4 separate regions of the Anser cygnoides genome follow, and all the other regions are linked to region 4. The links are chromatin contacts, called in public Hi-C maps. All regions are on one chromosome and are shown on one strand. Each heading gives the region's core, a stretch centred on a gene start, on an enhancer-like site or on the middle of the called end of the contact. The rest is flanking DNA. Distances are from core to core; before and after follow the strand shown. Region 1 has its middle 70 kb from the start of SLC6A6. Region 2 has its middle 25 kb from the start of XPC. Region 3 has its middle 46 kb from the start of XPC. Region 4 overlaps GRIP2 (glutamate receptor interacting protein 2).

Region 1 (2,759 bases), core at 196-2,695, 140 kb before region 4:
ATCAGGAAGCGGTCATTCAGTGCGGCACAGATTGGAAGCAGGGGGTAGGGTGGAGACCCCAGAGCTGCGGAAGCATTTCTAGGCCTCTTCTAGGCAGAAGGGTTTTTGAAGTCACCTTGGGCTGTCCTCATCGCTGCTAAAGAGAAGCACTAAAATATCCTCGTATTCACAGGGGTATTGGACCCGGCCCTGGAGAACAGCAGCAGAGGCGAACACGGCCCACATTACAAATGATTGCATTTGAGACTCAGGCCCCGTGCAGCGTTACGGCAGGGATGAGTGTGGGTACGGGAGCTGTTTTCAACCTGTCCTGTTTTTCTCTTCAGCATGGATTAAGGATGCACCTTGCCTTCCCCAGAGGTGGAAGCTCCTGTCAGCTCATTGTCACCTCCCCAGAAAAGGGATTCATTTCCATTTGTGCGCATGGAAGCCCCACAAGCACACTTCTACTGGTAATCCCCACAGTGACCACCCCCCTATGCAGCCTTTCTTCCCCAGCCCATTGCCGTTTTCTCAGCTGAAGCCCCCTGGGCCACGCAGACCAGGATTACGTGCAGGTCAGTCCGCAGCCTGCAGGAGCAGAGGGCTCGGCGGGCGGTGTCGTGATGCTCATTTCGCAATGTCTGCGCGCTCCGCATGCGAACCACCAGACCCTCGCAAGCAAACCAAGCCCGTTCTCAGACACAGTTGGCTCCCAGAGAAGGGATAATTTATAATGGTGACATTTCCAAGGTTTCTCTCTTTTCCTTCTCCCCCTTTCCTCTCCAAGTGCTCCCCCTCCTCCCAAATGGTAAAAATGGGCCAGACCATCCCAGCTTTTATAGGGGGAGGTTGTTTTTCTCATTTCTTTGCAGACTGCTGTCTCATCCTGAAACTGCACATTTGATGTGCTTTTATAATGAACTCATTTACACTGTGACAGATGTTTTTGATATGATAAGAAACGTGGCCCAGGGGCCAGTGGCGCTGTGGAGCCACTCATGTTTCTCACCTGAATTGCAAATGAGGTATCGCTTTCTTATCAGTTAAAAAACATGAGCAACTGCACGTATAAATAATATGCCACCAACTGCCAGCTGTTTGTGCCAATGACATTCTTCTGAAAAGAATAGATCCCCTCATCATCTGTTCTTTCCCGCTTGCAGAAAATCTGGAGCTCTTCTGCAAGTGCAGCAGAAGAGATTTGTCTTTTAGCTTCAGATACAGCAGTGAAAATGTCTCTAAAATAATTCTGTATTAGCAAAAATAACTTCCATATTTGACACAGGTAATAGCTGATTTTTTTTTTTTGTGCTTCCTTGTCCTCTTTCTGCATATCTCTAGGCAAGAAAGAGTGCTGCTTTTTGTTTCTTAGGGATTCCTTTTTAAAGAATTTACGGTCTTTCAGTGGTTTCAGGGCTTCCATTCTGAATGCTCTGTTTACAAATACACTTTTTTTTTTTTTTAAATTAATGTGAAAGATAACACTAAGTCACTTTTGTCTTGGATAAGGTTGGGCTTTTTGCTTCCCTGAATTCAGGGTGAAGTTAAAATGCCCCTGGAATCTCGGACAGGGAAGCAAGCAGGTCTGCTTGCTCAGTGATCTTTATTAGTAAGTTTTGCAGTGAACAGAACTTAAAAATACTGCAAGGTGAAATTGTTTGGGTAATTGATCAGCTTGATGTTTTATTTGAGTAAAGTTGAAAAACGCTTTTCAGCGTTTTGCCAGCTACAGGCAGAGATGTATTTCTGTTGCAAATGACCTTCTGGGAGAGCTTGACTGCAGGGACATGATTCATTGGCAGCCTGCTGGTGACAGGCATGTTCCTATTGTTCTAAAACTCTGGTTTCACATTTCTCCTGTTAGATAAGCTGCAACCATTAACTACACAGTGAGCTACAAATAAAGTGTGATGTAAGAATTAAGCTTATTATCTGATTGGCAGCATGGGGCCACTCTTCCAGGTTAAGGGTTTGAGCAGATTTTTTTAACAAAACGATGCCTTTTCTTACAATTTGGAAAGCATTGTCCTCCCAAAAGATAAAATATGCTTTTGGAAGCTGCAATGTATATATATAGTGTGAGCTATAAATAGTCTGGAGCTAGTTCTGCACAGTACCATGTGCAGAAATATTAAGGACAGATTCTGATCTTCAGGGCTACGCAGGAGGCTACTGAGAAACACCGTGTTAACGCTGTGGCTTTTGAATTTAATTTGGTGTTCAGATTCATATCAAGATCAAAATCTGGTCAGGGATTTTAAGTGTGTTTTGAGGAACAAAGGAGTTTGGTGGCCTCTGCTTAAACTTAGTTTTAGCTGGAGATTACATATCAATTTCTAGAGCTATTATTTGGGTCAAATACCAATGCAAATGGATTCACTCTTAAATGAGGAATGGCTTGATTATCATGCTAGCTGAAAAATAGGTCTATCCACTCCCACTGTTCAGCTGCTGTAAATGGATGTATGTAAGGATTTAGAAATGGTTGCTATTCAGATCCTTATGAGGGTAAGATGACTTTCAGCAATTGAATGATTTATGATAATGTTGATATTCACACAGGCTATTCATCTGGCAGGATAAAAGACCACAGTGGCTGATCGGTCTCTTTCCTTGGGCACAGGCTGGTTACAGGCTGATGCTGGAAACAAGCTCGCTGGCGGGAGTGTTATCTTCCCTGCTACAAAGGGGTGAGGGCCCAGAGGAGGGGAGGTGGAAAAATACCTGCTTGTATCGGCCTTGTGTTCTCCCTTCTGCTATAAAATCATAGTGGGACA
Region 2 (2,874 bases), core at 218-2,717, 230 kb before region 4:
TTCAGCCCCCAAAAAACAAAGGTCTTTATTATACTGTGTGGAAAATGTTGCAGAGGATACTCCTTGTTGCCAGGCTTGTTTCAAGACATTTGGGATAAATTACTCTATAAAAGAAAATTTTACAGCTGCTTTACATTTTGTTTAAACTTTTAAGAGTAAAGACTTTGTAAAAGCTGTCTTCCTGGAGCATACATGTGTGGAATGATGTGATTCTGTGTCTGACCCAAGTACTTTCTTCCTGCCTCATGCATATTCTGTTGTTTGTATATTTGGAAGCTTAAGAGCAGAAATCCTGGATGACAACACAAACATAAATGCTTTGGCTGTGGTATGGGAAATGGCACCTGGTCCATTGATTGTCTGTGGCTTTGCAGGGTACAGCTGAAGCATATATCAGGGTGATGTTGCTGCAGCCTGCAGTAACAGGTGCAGCGTATGGTTTGTGTGCCTTGGAAAGGGACCCTTCCACCTGCACTGTCACATTTCCCACCTCTTTAAGTCTCTGCTTTTCCCATATTCCCATGTGGGCAGTTGGATGACAGTTGGTGCGATGTAGTTTCCTGATGTGTTTCCTGATGTCCATTGCTTTTTATGGGGTTTCCTCCTGTGCTCCATCCTGGCCCCTGTAAAGATGTCCCCTCCTCCTGATGCACCTCTTCTGTCCTATCCCATGGCATTTTCACAGGGAAAAAAACACATTCTGTCCTGTATCACCCAAGTTGCTTGGAAGACCTATACTCACCTCACACTTTTTATTTTTTTTATGTTGCTAAATAAAGCCCTCTGTACTTAACAAGAATAAGTAGAATTTAATGGCAGGATTAGTATTGCAACGTTTATAAAGGTCAAGATAAGGAAGAGGTCCACAGCAGCACCCTCCCAACTTTGGGAGAACAAAATCACAGCAGAGAAGGTGCCAAAGTATAACTGAGGCTTAGTTAGCCCTGAAATTCAAGGACATCTGGATCCAGATAAAAAGCTGTGGTCAGCTTTCTTCTCTAATATGAACTGAATTCAAACACCCTTGGACTTTGTGTTGAGCCAGTTCTGGAACCCATCCCCCTCTCTAATCTCTATTGATCTATGCCCCTTTTTGTGTGTAGCTAAATTAAGAGAATTTGGCATTCTAACAAAATGGCTAAGCCAAACACTCAAAACTTGAGAAATGCAAGAATTTAAGTTGTTGGTACAAATTCATTATAGCCTTTGGGTGTATGCATTATGGCATTGTCTTTAATCACAGGCTCACATACTATAAACGTATGCTCTGTTTAAAGTGCAGGATGGATACTGCTCACTTAATGAGCAACTATTTAATATTTTCTTTTATCTTCATTGTTCAATCTGTACCCCATGGCCTATTTACTGCATACTATTCAAAGCCTTTTCTCAATACAGAATTATTAACTTCCTTGGGAGCTTTCCTTCAGCAGTCATCGTTATTGTATCTGGGTGCTTCACAGACATGAAATAATCTATTTTCACAATGCCTCAATGAAGTGAGGGGATACTGCACCCCCACTTGGACAGATGGCAAGCAGAGATATGAAGATGAAGTGAAAACATTGCCAAAGATTTTTGAATGTCTGGGACTTGATTTTTTTTTTTGAGTTCACAGCACTGCAGAATATTTTCTATATTCAGAGCATAGGTCCTACCAGTTTCAGTTCTAGCTGTGAGTGCTCAGCAGTTTTGCAGATCAGACTCCAGGGTCTCCTGTTGTGTCCCTAAGAGGATGACTAACAAGCTGCAAAAATGTGGATTAATCGATTTGCTTGGCAACACACACAAACACTGTGCTGGAGGCTAGGGTAGAGTCCAGTTCTGCAGGAGCAGCTTTCATCCATCTCAAACAGAGACCTGGACTAATAAGCACCCAGAGAAGAGACTTGATTCCCCTATTCACAGGTGAATCCTCAAACCCCTTTCTGCAGCTGAACTGTGGAAATGAACCATCTGTCACCCTTGCATAGACTCTTTCACAGAGTCTAGCTTCACCCTGTGGAGGCTCACTGCCCTAGTGAGAAGGGTTTCTCCAGAAGGTGGTTCAAATCGGGAGCTTAGTTCAGTCAATCTGACCAGCAAGCCAGTGCAGCAAGTCCTTTCTTCACTGACCATGGAGGGACCTGAAGGAAAATATCCTCACTAGGCCCAAGTTACTCGGTGTAAATGACCTACCTGGGTTTCCAGCACTGCTAGCTGCTCTGAAGCTCCGCTCAGTGCATTGCTGGCCTCCCAGTCCCAACAGCTGTGTCTTCTTCTCCCCCTTCCCTTCATGCCCAGTTCCTACATCAAAACAGCCCTGCGCTCCCTTTTTGCCCATCCTGCAGTCCTTGCCTCACCAAACTCTGTTTCAGTTTCTTTCCCTTCATAGTAAGCTTGTGCTTTTTACCATCTGCATGTAGACAGTTTCACCATCAGTACTACCAGCTTGTCGCAAGGTGGGCATTAAAAAAAAAAAGCACAGGGGAGTCGTGAACCTTCCCCTGCCTTTTAATACTGGGATGTATCTCAAACGGATGGGAATGAGAGTGCACAGGGAAAGAAAACAGACAGACAAACAAACAACCCCCCCCCAAAAAAAAACAAAAAAAAAACCACAAACACAACAGCTCCAACAACATAGTCTTGAATGCTGCATGCACAGCTTAGAGGTAAAATTTCCTTGTTGCATCCACCCGTTCCCATGTAGGTGCTCCCAGGGAATAGAGATCTGTAGTGAAAGGGGATTTTTTTTCTCCCTTCAAGAAATACTGATTAAAGTCTTTGAAACACAGTTTCTGAGTTTCACAGGAACAACACAGGACACACGCATAATGAAAACTCTCTTGTCCTTCAGGATCTTTTGTGAAGTGTAGAGATTTCCAGATTTTG
Region 3 (2,747 bases), core at 40-2,539, 210 kb before region 4:
ATTTTATACTGGTGAAAATTACGATTACTGGTATTTAGGAAAGATGCCATCTCAGATATTAATATGATGAGGCCTTATAAAAACTGGTTAGATAGATACCCTTGGAACTTTCCAAAAGGGACTTGTCTTTACTAGAAAAATAATAATAAAAAAGCAGATGGTTAAGATGAGCTAAAATCCTATTGAAGAGGACAGAAAGATTTTTCCTATTTGTGTGTTAACAAGCCAAGTACAAACGGTTGGAGACGAGGCTGTGTTTTGACTTGTTGATAGGTGATAATTTCAAACTGCCTTCTCCTCAGTAACATTTTTCCATGTGAGAGGACGACATATGCCTTTAGAGAGAAGAGTGAGTGTACAGGAGGGAATGCACACAATGTCTACGTTCGGCTGCTGTAAACATCCAACACTGATGCTCAGAACAAATGCTGGCCCCTCAGGGAGCACTGGGGAAGGAGCCGATGAAGTGCTCTGATTAAGTGGACTGATGTGGTCCTCTGAAAGTCCTCCTGGGCTGGCAGGCAGTTGTGCTCAGCACTACGGTGTGTGTGGCTGACCAGCTTAGGGCTGGGAGCAGGGACAGGTAGCACAAGCGCCATGGGAATGAGACTGGGCTGCTACCAAATCTGAGCTGAGGCACTTCATCTCGCCGTGTTCCTCCACCATCCCATTTTCCAGGCTACTGGCAGCAGTGTCCCGGTGAATAAAGCGCCCTCATGGTGAAGATGTGCTCCAAGCACACCTGTGTTACATCCTGAAAAGCTGTACTCAAAGCTGTTAGCCTAAATGATCCAATGCCAGTGTTTTCTAGATGCTGCTTGGCTCATCCTAGCGGGTTTTGGAGACGTCAGTCTATGCACACCAGCAAACCACATCTTACGCGGCAAGTTTGTCACGTGTTGCTACATGTGTCGCTGCCCAAATGCTTTGATATGCTGAGTGTCCACGTGAGCATTCCTGCTTGTCTGTGTGGGTCCTGTGCCTGGGGACTTGGCTGGAGATCTAGAGTAAAGGACACGTTGCCCTTTCAGCTCTGTTCCTAATTGCCTCTTTGAAACAGGGAGGCATGTGCACAGCCAACAGCTGTCCAGGCAGTAAAATATATTCCTTTATTCATTATAAGAATGGGTTTTCTGGACCAGGCTAAAAATCCATGTCACGCTGTATGTACCCTGTCCCTAGCCCTGGCCAGTGGTGGATACAGAAGAGCAGGAGAGGTGAGGAGCGATCCCCTGCCTGCCGGCCATCTGAGCCTGAGGGCTAGAAATCTCCTGAGAGCAAAGCAAGATTCCACCAGGAACCCGGGAAAAGTTGGCCCTTCTCAGTTTAGGGGTTTCAGGAAAACAGCATCTTCTTGTTGTGGTAGATATTTATTCTGGATAGGTTGCAAAAGTTCCTGAATAAGCTGATGTGTAGGTAGGGAGCAAACACATGCCGGAGTGATAAAAATACCAAACTGCGGCCTTGGCATAGTACTGCAGGTAAATTACAGAGAGGGTTTGCTTTGTCCCAGACAGCAAATTCTGGCTGACATCTCTGTCTACGTGGCTTTAGACTCTGGATCGGAAGGAGGACTTTGAGGGATAGGCAATGTCTGGTTTGCTTGCACGCGGTCACAGCGACGACACGAACACCGGCTTGCCAGTCAGCAGCATCTTAAGCCCGCTCTCAGTGAGAGCCATCACCAGTACCAGTACCTGTGCCTGTAGGGCTTCACCGTGAGGGCCTGCCCAGAGCTCAGGATCCATCCCTCACAACCCAAAGGCTCAGAGGTTAAAGCAGAAAGCAATAAAGCAGATCTCCAGCTATAACGCTGTGCGTCACTGGCCCTTCTGCCCCAGCTGCTGAACTCACAGCTGCCCTCGTGCCAGCTGGTCCGGGGGGTTGAGGCAGAGCTGCTGCCGGCAGCACACGCATTTTGTGCCTCTAAGAGGTTTGGCTCACCCGGGCTGAGACTCGTGTGGCTGTGTGGGCTGACAAAGAGCATGTGGCCCTTCCCCCATCCGTGCGCTGCCAGAAAATGAATTTGTGAGACGCGAGCTTCTGCCTCCAATCTGCTGCCATGCGGGAGCCTGGCGCTGGCAGGCAGCGGGACACATGCACACGTACGAACACGTGCACGCACACAAGTCCTGTGAGGCGCAGGTACTTTGCCAATGTCCGATCTCACAGGGACCGAGGCGAGCAGACGGGGCGCCAGGCCCTTGCGTGTGGTCTGGGGAGCTCCTGTCAGCGAGGGGCTGCCCATGGCTGTACATCTGGGTGCCTCACGGGTAGGGCCCAGCCTGCAGAAACTCCTCGAGACCAGCTGGGATCATTTACCCCACGAGTGTCTGGGGATCTCTGCTCACCCAGAGGCATGAGCAGCAGGGCTAATGGAGGAGAGCCCAGCTGGAGTGGCAGGGTAGGGAAGGCGGCCTGCTGGCCCTGAGCGTGTTTGCTGAAAACACGTCTGTCAGTACAAGGGCCACAACGGCCCTGAGGTGCCTGAACCGTTATACAGCGTGGGTGGTACTGCGAGGACAGCACCACATTTCTTCAGTTTCACCAGGAGGCAAAAGGCACCTTGCTGTCCTCCTCCCGTCTTCTCACGGTGCCATCGGCCTTGGGGTTTAGGGGGGATCTAAAAGTTCCCGTAGGGCCCCAGAGCCAGGGGATGTGGGCTGTTTTCGCTGCTTGTTCATGGGCGGCCTGGTGGCAAGATAACAAGTTGAAGCACTTCCAGCTCCCAGGCAACATGCAGCGTG
Region 4 (2,978 bases), core at 135-2,634:
AATGTCAAAGTTCAAAGGGTAAATTAAAAAGTGCCTGTAGGAAGATTGTAGGTTTAGGAAGACGTTTTGGTGAAATAGAGAAGTGAAAGAAAAAAGGATGCGTTATGGGTAAACCAGGAGCCTCAGAGACTGTTAGTACAAAGGCTGATGGGATAGAGCTCAGATCTGAGACACAGAACACCTGAGAAGAGAGAGAAAAACACAGAGGGTAACAGACATGGTGAGAAAATGATAAATACATTAGGTATCTATGAGAGTAATAATGCAAAGGTGTATATAATAATGATTGCCCTAGGCTGGACAAGTAAACACATACTACAGCAAGCAATATCGACAGTGTCAGCGTATAACCCATACAAACCGAGCTTCATTTGCTTGGGGATGACCAAGGAAGTGAGCTCTTACATTCAGGTCTCTCTGTGCTACACGAGTCATTGAACCCACAGCTGTGTACAGATTGTTACCAGTTCTGTCTACAACAGAGAACGAGGACAGTGATAACCTCTCAAGCTGGTGCAAACACGTGTTAATGTGAGCACTGCGTGTGTCCCGCTGGGGAGTCAGCGATTTCCCACCCAGCGGTTTCGGTGTCTCTTATCTCTGACCACAAAGTCAGGTTCAATTCTTGGACTTCTAAAGCAAACAACAATTAAACATGCTGAAGTCCTTCAAACAAACTAGAGAAGTAGGTGACACTCTTGTCCAGCCACTGCTTACTGAACACCGGGCACTGTGAAACCTGGATCATCAGTGTTCAGGGTAACGGGAGCCTCTTAAAGCAAACTCTCTGTGGTGTTAAATCAAAATCACAATAAATCCACTAATGTATCATAGGGAGATACCCCAGGGGGGCAGTGACATTAGAACAGCCTTAATGCATCTTCCATGCATCTTATGCAGAGCTGCATGGACAAGGCTCCACCTCTGCAACATCTGGCAGCTCCCTGCGTGGCACAGCGGGCATCAGTGCTAACAGGAGGGGACACTTACCCACCAGGGCCACTTAGCAAAGTCAAAACATTTTACTTGAGTACAAGTCAAAGAGAGCTTAGCTTCAGTTAGACAAGTAATAACTCCTTGGGATAGTAACAGAACTCTTTTTCCAAATCTGTATTAATAGCAAAGTCTCAGCACTTGCTTTTCATCCAGTGGTTTAAATGGGAGTTTATAGCAGGCAGAACCTCAAACACACATACTTTTGTTCCTTGTGGGATCACGGCCTGCCTGGAGAGTGGTATCTGACACGGCTTATTTTATTTTAAATTAACCCCCTACCTTTCATCAGAATCAGCTTGTAAAGCAGCAGCCTTTAACACCAGGCAGAGAGGTCAAAAAAACACCCAGCAAGACTTTATAAAAACAAACCCAAATTTCCCCCCATAAGGAATTTTCAGTTCTTTCCCCTTACTCATTTCCTTCCTCTGCTCCCAGGTTTCCTAAGAGGCAAATGTCCCTTCCAGTTACAAGTTTCTTGCCTCTCAGATCAGCAATATAACAAACACGCCCAGGACTCAGATGAATCAGTACAGGTTCTCACACCACCAGGTCAGCAGGATTTTCCAGGCTAAAGGCAGCTGCGGTTAGAGACATTTTGTTTTTCTCCCTAATAATAAGGGCTCAGCAGCATGAACCGTTTCACTTGCACTTTGATATCAGGGCTCGGAGCCCTCATTAGGGACACGCGGGGCTTCGAGGGCTCAGATTTGCTAACTTCAGCTGCCAGCGGCCTCGCTGGGAAGGCCGAGAGATCAACGACCTCTGCGAGCCGGCTCTCGCTGAGAGGCAAAACAAGAACAAAGTCTCAGCCGCTGCCAGCCTTCCTGCCAGTTTGATCATCTTTAAATAGGTGGAAATGGCCATGAGATGTTCTAAGGGTTTTGTTTTGACAAACAAAAATTAAGGAAAAATAATTAAAAAAAAAAAAAAAAGAACCGACAGTAACAACACAACACACACGACTATGGGGACTCTGGAGGATGTCGAGGGGAGGGTTAGTTACGAAGCAACGAGCCTTAGCTACCGTGTGTGGTTCAGTGAGGGACAGCCTCTGGCCAGGGCAGATCCAGCAGGGTTTTCACCCAAAGAGAGGGGCAGCTGCAGCCTCCTCTGTGTGCTTGGGTGGCCTTGCAGGACTTCTCCCACTCTGGCTGAGGTGGGGGATTAGCTCGACCATGCCCACTTGGCATGGATTTTTTTGTGTGTTGGAAGGGCCGAGGTGTGACGGAAAGAGAGATCCAGCCACACCTTTGGGAGATTTTAACTTGGACATGCAACCTCATACCGGTCCTACAAGAGCTTTGGTTGGTCTTTTTGGCTTTTTGGCACCAAGGTGCTGTGAAGCTGCATCCTCACTCATCATGTCTGGCCAACACAACGGAGGACAGCCCTGGCCATGACTACCTAGTACAACACCTAAATGATGAAAGTGCTGCAGCCTTTATATGGCAGGAGTAGCAGACATGGTAAGAACCTGTGGTCCATGCAGCTGAGACTGCCCTAACTCCAGATATAAATGTCACCTGGCCATGGCAGACGTGCCACAGAGCTATGCCCAGGGCAAGCTGGCAATGTGGGGGTGGTTTGACAGAGCAGATCAGCACCCCAGCACCCCACCCCACAGCTGCCTGATGCCAAGATGGGGGCATCACTGGCCCTCCCCACCTCTGGCCGATCTGATCCATGACATTCAGTGTCCTTGCACCCTCACGTTTGCAGAAGGCCCCACCTGCCTCCTCCCTCCCCTCCGTACCTGCTGGGCTTGTCCCAGTCATCTTCACTGAAGCTTCCATCCATGTAGGGGTAGTTTTTCCTGGGGTCCCCAGGAGGGGTGCTGCTCTTTTGCCTGCTGTGTCTCCATTCGTGTGGATGAAGGGCAATGCCCGCAGCCTGAGGTATGTATGTACCTAGGGAAGGCAAGCAGCGGGGAAAAAGAGGTTAAAACCTGTTTAGAAAACTGAAATGGAGTAAATCACACTGAG

Evidence for each region. Hi-C and Micro-C count contacts between places; a contact is called where the count stands out from the background.
Region 1: a contact with region 4 is called in a Hi-C map of liver, with 1.8 times the contacts expected there. The contact joins two enhancer-like sites. A contact is called at or near these places in 2 of 7 Hi-C or Micro-C datasets (both in liver).
Region 2: a contact with region 4 is called in a Hi-C map of liver, with 16 times the contacts expected there. The contact joins two enhancer-like sites. A contact is called at or near these places in 5 of 7 Hi-C or Micro-C datasets (fetal liver, granulosa cells and liver).
Region 3: a contact with region 4 is called in a Hi-C map of liver, with 9 times the contacts expected there. The contact joins two enhancer-like sites. A contact is called at or near these places in 2 of 7 Hi-C or Micro-C datasets (both in liver).

What each region holds. Positions count from the first base shown.
Region 1 is chr10:12,601,462-12,604,220 of Taihu_goose_T2T_genome, reverse strand. No RefSeq gene overlaps it. Among named protein-coding and RNA genes, the nearest start is that of SLC6A6, 70 kb to the right of the region's middle. Within about 2 kb of position 1,445, at least 1 of the 3 cell types and tissues checked has open chromatin away from gene starts, as enhancers often do. A contact at or near this core is called in liver, where this site is marked.
Region 2 is chr10:12,687,939-12,690,812 of Taihu_goose_T2T_genome, reverse strand. No RefSeq gene overlaps it. Among named protein-coding and RNA genes, the nearest start is that of XPC, 25 kb to the left of the region's middle. Within about 2 kb of position 1,467, at least 1 of the 3 cell types and tissues checked has open chromatin away from gene starts, as enhancers often do. A contact at or near this core is called in liver, where this site is marked.
Region 3 is chr10:12,667,448-12,670,194 of Taihu_goose_T2T_genome, reverse strand. No RefSeq gene overlaps it. Among named protein-coding and RNA genes, the nearest start is that of XPC, 46 kb to the left of the region's middle. Within about 2 kb of position 1,289, at least 1 of the 3 cell types and tissues checked has open chromatin away from gene starts, as enhancers often do. A contact at or near this core is called in liver, where this site is marked.
Region 4 is chr10:12,458,782-12,461,759 of Taihu_goose_T2T_genome, reverse strand. GRIP2 (glutamate receptor interacting protein 2) reads right to left here. Exons shown (of 24, transcript XM_067002985.1): 20 at 2,750-2,903. Among named protein-coding and RNA genes, the nearest start is that of SLC6A6, 73 kb to the left of the region's middle. Within about 2 kb of position 1,384, at least 2 of the 3 cell types and tissues checked have open chromatin away from gene starts, as enhancers often do. A contact at or near this core is called in liver, where this site is marked.